Linked DNA regions of Sus scrofa: region 2 is linked to region 1. The links are chromatin contacts, called in public HiChIP or PLAC-seq maps. All regions are on one chromosome and are shown on one strand. Each heading gives the region's core, a stretch centred on a gene start, on an enhancer-like site or on the middle of the called end of the contact. The rest is flanking DNA. Distances are from core to core; before and after follow the strand shown.

Evidence for each region. HiChIP or PLAC-seq counts read pairs in DNA pulled down with a chosen protein or histone mark.
Region 2: a contact with region 1 is called in an H3K27ac HiChIP or PLAC-seq map of alveolar macrophages. The contact joins two enhancer-like sites. A contact is called at or near these places in 1 of 5 promoter capture datasets (liver) and 1 of 2 datasets of contacts at active chromatin or transcription factors (alveolar macrophages).

What each region holds. Positions count from the first base shown.
Region 1 is chr5:41,809,134-41,811,829 of Sscrofa11.1, reverse strand. All of the region lies in intron 1 of FGD4 (FYVE, RhoGEF and PH domain-containing protein 4), which reads left to right. Among named protein-coding and RNA genes, the nearest start is that of FGD4, 69 kb to the left of the region's middle. Within about 2 kb of position 1,304, at least 7 of the 83 cell types and tissues checked have an H3K27ac peak or open chromatin away from gene starts, as enhancers often do. A contact at or near this core is called in alveolar macrophages, where this site is marked.
Region 2 is chr5:42,937,831-42,940,526 of Sscrofa11.1, reverse strand. The region is part of intron 1 of FAM60A (protein FAM60A); the gene reads right to left. Among named protein-coding and RNA genes, the nearest start is that of FAM60A, 8.7 kb to the right of the region's middle. Within about 2 kb of position 1,391, at least 9 of the 83 cell types and tissues checked have an H3K27ac peak or open chromatin away from gene starts, as enhancers often do. A contact at or near this core is called in alveolar macrophages, where this site is marked.

The sequences.
Region 1 (2,696 bases), core at 55-2,554:
GAAAACTTAGATCCACCCCTGAACTGGTGCATTCATAGCAGTTTTATTCATAATAACCCAAATTGTGAACAGCCTCATGTTCGTTAATGTGAATGACTAAACTGACTGTGGTACATCCAGATTATGGAATTCAACATGGCAATAAAAAGGAACACAGCATTGCTGCATTCAGGAACTTGAATGGATCTCAAGAGCATTGTGCTGAGTGAAAAAAGCCAAAATCGAAAAGTCATTTATTATGTGATGCCACTTGATAGTATTCTGTAAGTGACACCATGGTAAGGAGAACAGTTTAGCGGCTGGCGGTGGTGGTTAGGCACAGTGGGGAGAAAGAAGGATGTTATGTATGACTATAAAGGGATAGCCTGAGGGAGCTCTTGCTGATGGTGAGAATCATTCAGTATCTTGATTGTGGTGGTGACACAAGTCTATATAAGCGATAAAATAGCATAGAACTAAATAGAGACATTGTACAAATGTCAGTTTCCTGGTTTTGATATTATGCTATAGTTGTATAATATGACAATGATTAGGAGAAACTCTTTTTGCAATTTCCTGTGAGTCAATAATTATTTCAAAATAAAAAGTTATGACTTTATGTTTTATTAAAAAAAATTACATACCCAGACTTAGGTCTGTGTGGTTCACTAGCCACAGTTGCTTGTAAATTTAAATCTAAATTAACTAAAATAAAACTTCAATTCCATGGTTACACAAACCATGTTTCAAATGCTCACGTGGCCACCTTATAGCATAAATATAGAACATTTCCATCAACACAGAAAGTTCAGTTGGCACTCCTGCTTTAGACTAAACAGAATGCCAATTGCCACATGTGTGGACACTGACACAGTTCTTAGTGAACTGTCTTAACTTTATAAATCAAAAGATAATAGTATGTACCTGGAAAATTTAAATAGAAAAAATAGGTTTAACATGACACTTTTTAAAGCTATCATAATTTTTGAGGCTATCTCCCATATTTTACTAAGAAAAAGAAATGAAACATTTGCTTCATAGTTGAAATAGGAATAGGGTTTTTTGTTTTTTGTTTTTTGTTTTTTTGTCTGCCAAGGCACAATATAGAATACATAGGAAATGGGCAATATAGAAGGGGTGGACAGGTGGAGGAAAGAGACATCAGCAGGAAAAATATTTTATATATCCTACATATTCTGCTGTTTTATTTGCTTAGGGACCAATTTAGCAATAGTAGCTTACCATTGCAGAGGAAGCATGGTTTTGCCACCAGACCCTAAACCAGAATTCTATTTCTGGCTCAAAGTGACCTTGAGGAAGTGACTCTTCTCATTCTCATAACCAGTAAGCCAGTTAAGATGAAACTGACTGTTGCTTGGGTGGACTGTAGGATAAAGTTATTCTAAAATGATCCTAGTCTTATAACCTATGTGTAAACTCTGCTTACAAGTAGGTTAAATACAAAGTTTTGAGAAATTTAGTTATGGGAAGAGTCACATGAAGTAGAAAGAGGAAGTTTACCAGTCATGAACAGTTTTAGAGTTTGAGTTTGGGCGTTAAAGACAAGAAAACTCAGTTACAGGGTAAAAGTTTTCTTGTTCTTTCCCAGGTTGGTAATTTTAGGAAAACTGAGAGAAGGTGCAAACAATTTGCATTTTAGAGATCAAGTTAAAAGGTTCAGAGTTTGGATTGCAGCTCTGCCATTTACTGTCTAGGAGTTATTTAAACTTAGTTCTCTTGCTGTCTATTCAGTTGAGCTAATTAATACCTTTTGGTAGGGTTGTTATGAGAAAGGCCCTCAATAATACACAGCTGTAATTACTAATGATAATATTAAGTTTATCAAGATATGGGATGGAATGATGGTGATATTAGGACCAAATAAATAGTTTTGTTTACTCTTTTATGAAGATTTATTTTTAGCCACATAATTTTTTGGGGGGATACTAATTTTAGCTTTATAACAAACTGGTGGTTATTTTGGTTCTTAAAGCCATTCCCAATTTATTGTGTGGCTAAACTGATCTAAATCACTTGATTTAAAACCAAGGGGGTAAATGTGTTTTTATAAAATCTAGCAGACCAAAGTAAAGCAGAAAACTAAGGGGAGGAAAAGCACACATAAACGAAATTTTAAAATTTTGTTTCGAACATGTTACAGTACAACCCCTGTAACATGTTTCTACAGCTCTATCCACATAATATCTGAATGAACAGTGAAAAGGTTTAGTTAATTGTAAAGATATATACAGATCTGCAATGTTTATGTCAAATTATCAGAAAATATTCCATGTGAATTTTTTCTTTGCCCACTAAACTGCTAAAATATTAAAAAAAAAAAAAAGACCAAGAACCAAAGCCCGCATATTCATTTGGATCCTTTCAGCCCTGGTACACTGTAGCAGAGCAGAACAGTTCCAGTTTCAGTCAATAGTTCACTGGCCTGTGGTCAGTTTGAAGTTTCCTGCTGTACTCTGAGCCAGAGAGAAGGAACCAAAAATGCTGACATCCTCATTTGGCCTCATCACTCATGTCTGAGCACGTACACCAACACTTCCTGTGCAGAACCTACCCTGACTCTGCCGAGGACATGCCTAGCCCTCAGCTGATGTGCATAGGGATGCTGGCTTGAATTGGTGAAGTTCGGAAAGCATTAACCCTTGGCTGGATGACTCATACTATATGAACATGCCATGTTACATTACTATACCTTTCAA
Region 2 (2,696 bases), core at 142-2,641, 1.1 Mb before region 1:
CAAATAAGAAATGGTATGAAGAATAATAAAATGAAATTTGAGTTTTCAATACCATTTTTAATATGGAATTAGAATACAGGGAGTAAAAAACTTAATTCTTTAGAGTATTTTCTTGTCTTTCAAATCTTAAAAGGATGGGGTTTTATTTATTTATTTACTTATTTATTTTTGTTTTTGCTTTTTAGGGTTGAATTTGGGGTATATGGAAGTTCCCAGGCTAGGGATCAAATCAGAGCTGCAGCTGCCAAGCTGCCAGCCAACACCACAGCAATGCCAGATCTGAGCCACATCTGTAATCTACACCACAGCTCATGGCAACACCTGGTCCTTAACCCACTGGGCGAGGCCAGGATTGAACCCACGTCCTCATGGATACCAGCACAGTTCGTTACTGCTGAGCCACAATGGGATTTTAACATTTAGGAAAATGGAGGGAGTTCTTATGGTAAATATAATATCTATTAGGCTCACCTTAGTTGGTAATCTTCAAAGGAAACCAGTAGTTCCTCCAATATAATAACCTCTCCATTCCACTTTATAGATTACTTCTAGTTAGTAAAAGTAACATTTTTCTTATATTCGAAACTACCCTCCAAAACTCAAAATGCCACTGGATGGACTAGATAAAGAAAAACAGAGAGAAGTTAACTATGTCAAAGGTGATAATCAGCTTCATAGTTAATTTCACAACTTGTCCATGCCATCTTGCAAAGTAAAATTCGGATGCACAAATTAGGCGTGTAATCTCGGAGATTAAAGCATTCTTAAAGTGTTCTTAGTTTTCAAAAGACCAAAGCCCTATAGATTCTAATCATAGACCAAAACGCTACAGCTTCTTTTTAAAAACCAAATGACCTAGACTTAGGGGGAAAAAAAAAAAAAAAAGATATAAGACGTTGGAAGCAACCTCAATGTCCATGGAGTCAGACTGGTTAAATTATGATGTCTTTCAGCCCTTTAAAAAGACTGCAGGAGATCTATGACATGTGCCAGCAGGGAACTATCCAAGATTTCTTGTTCTGTGAGATAAGCATGTTGAATAATAGTTATACAATATAATCCCACAGTATGTTTTTAAAATGAGACCTTACATACACAAACTGGCTTTTTAAAATAGACTTTGAAAAACTAGTAAGTAGCAGCTGTGCTTCTGAGGAGTGCAAGAATGAAGGAAGCTTACTTTCACTTCATTTCCTTCTATACTGCTGTTTTTTTTTTAATCAAGAGCACAACACCCCAAAACTTTAGTTATCATCACATACCTTGACTTAACTAAAGAGAAATCTGAAAAAGACCAGAGAGCTTAAACAGACTTCCTCAAAGACATACAGATGAGGAGATACACATGAGGAAATAGATTCCACAGAAGAGAATACAGAACAGACTAGTAAGATTAGAAGAGACATAGAGCAGAATGGGAAGGAAACTGCAGAAAAGAAATAAGCAAAACATTTGCAGAGTGGGAAGGAAGCAATGATGAACAAAGACAAAAGGAACCAAGCAACCAAAGACAACTCTGAAGTGAAGGAGCCTGTACTCTTTAGAACTGAATTTTAAATGGCAGGATGATGGGAAAGGAAAGGAAGTATGAAAAAGACACTCGTCATCAAAAGCACTGAGCAACCTTGAGTGCCTGTAGTTGGTAATGCCACCCTCAACACCATTTTAGTCAATGGTATGCTATCTTTAATCACATATAAGAACAGGATCCAAGAAACACTAACAGTGTAACTGGAGCAACACTCTTCACAAAGGGTCAAAGAGAATTGAGTGTGTTGTGTTCTCCTGCTGCTAGGCCACTTGGTTGCAGCATTCCCCTACAAAGAGACATGTTTCAGCAGCAATTAGGGAAAACCATGGAGCAATTAAACACTATTATTTCCTCTTGCCTGCTTCTAGTAGAAACCAGCCCACATCCCAACACCAAAGGTTCTGAATTTACCTTATTTCTTCACTTTGTGAAGTGAAATTTTAAAATTTAAACTTGCCTGGAGGAAAACTGAGAAAGAGGTGGTAGACCCCACGTGTTTGTCAATAGCTTCTCCAACCATGTACTCAGTCTCTGAGGAATTACATGATAAAGCATTTATAACTGTGCAGCCTATGGAATCTACGTTAGTAAAAGAGCCTACAACTCTTCCTATAGGAAAGGAGTCTAACACAGAAATAAGTCTTCAGCTGAAATAGCACGGGTTAAAAATAAAAATCACAAACCCTGTCTCTGAGATTCAGCTAGTGTAAAAAAAATACTAGGTCCTCTCAATTGATAGTGTAAAAAATTACTGGGTATCCCAATCCTAGATTAAGAGCCATTCCAGAGGATGAGAAAGTTAAAGGTTGGGGAGGTAGGATTTATTTGCTTTTAAGGGATGATAATCAATTAAGAAATGTAACTATTGCGAGTGTTGTGGTAGAAAAGGCACTAGAATGATTCGAGTTGGAGTCTATTTCTGCTTTTGTCTTTAAAACTGAATAGGAAGTCACTTCTAATTTTATTTGTCCCTCTGTAATATTAGGGTGAAATCTCACTTCTACTTTCCAGGGATGCTGTGAAGCAAGAATGTGAAAAATGTCTGGGTAAATATACTCCATTTATTTTCTTGAATTTATTACTTACATCTTGTAGAAATATAAACTCTTGGAGTTCCTGTCGTGGCTCAGTGGTTAACGAATCCGACTAGGAACCATGAGGTTGC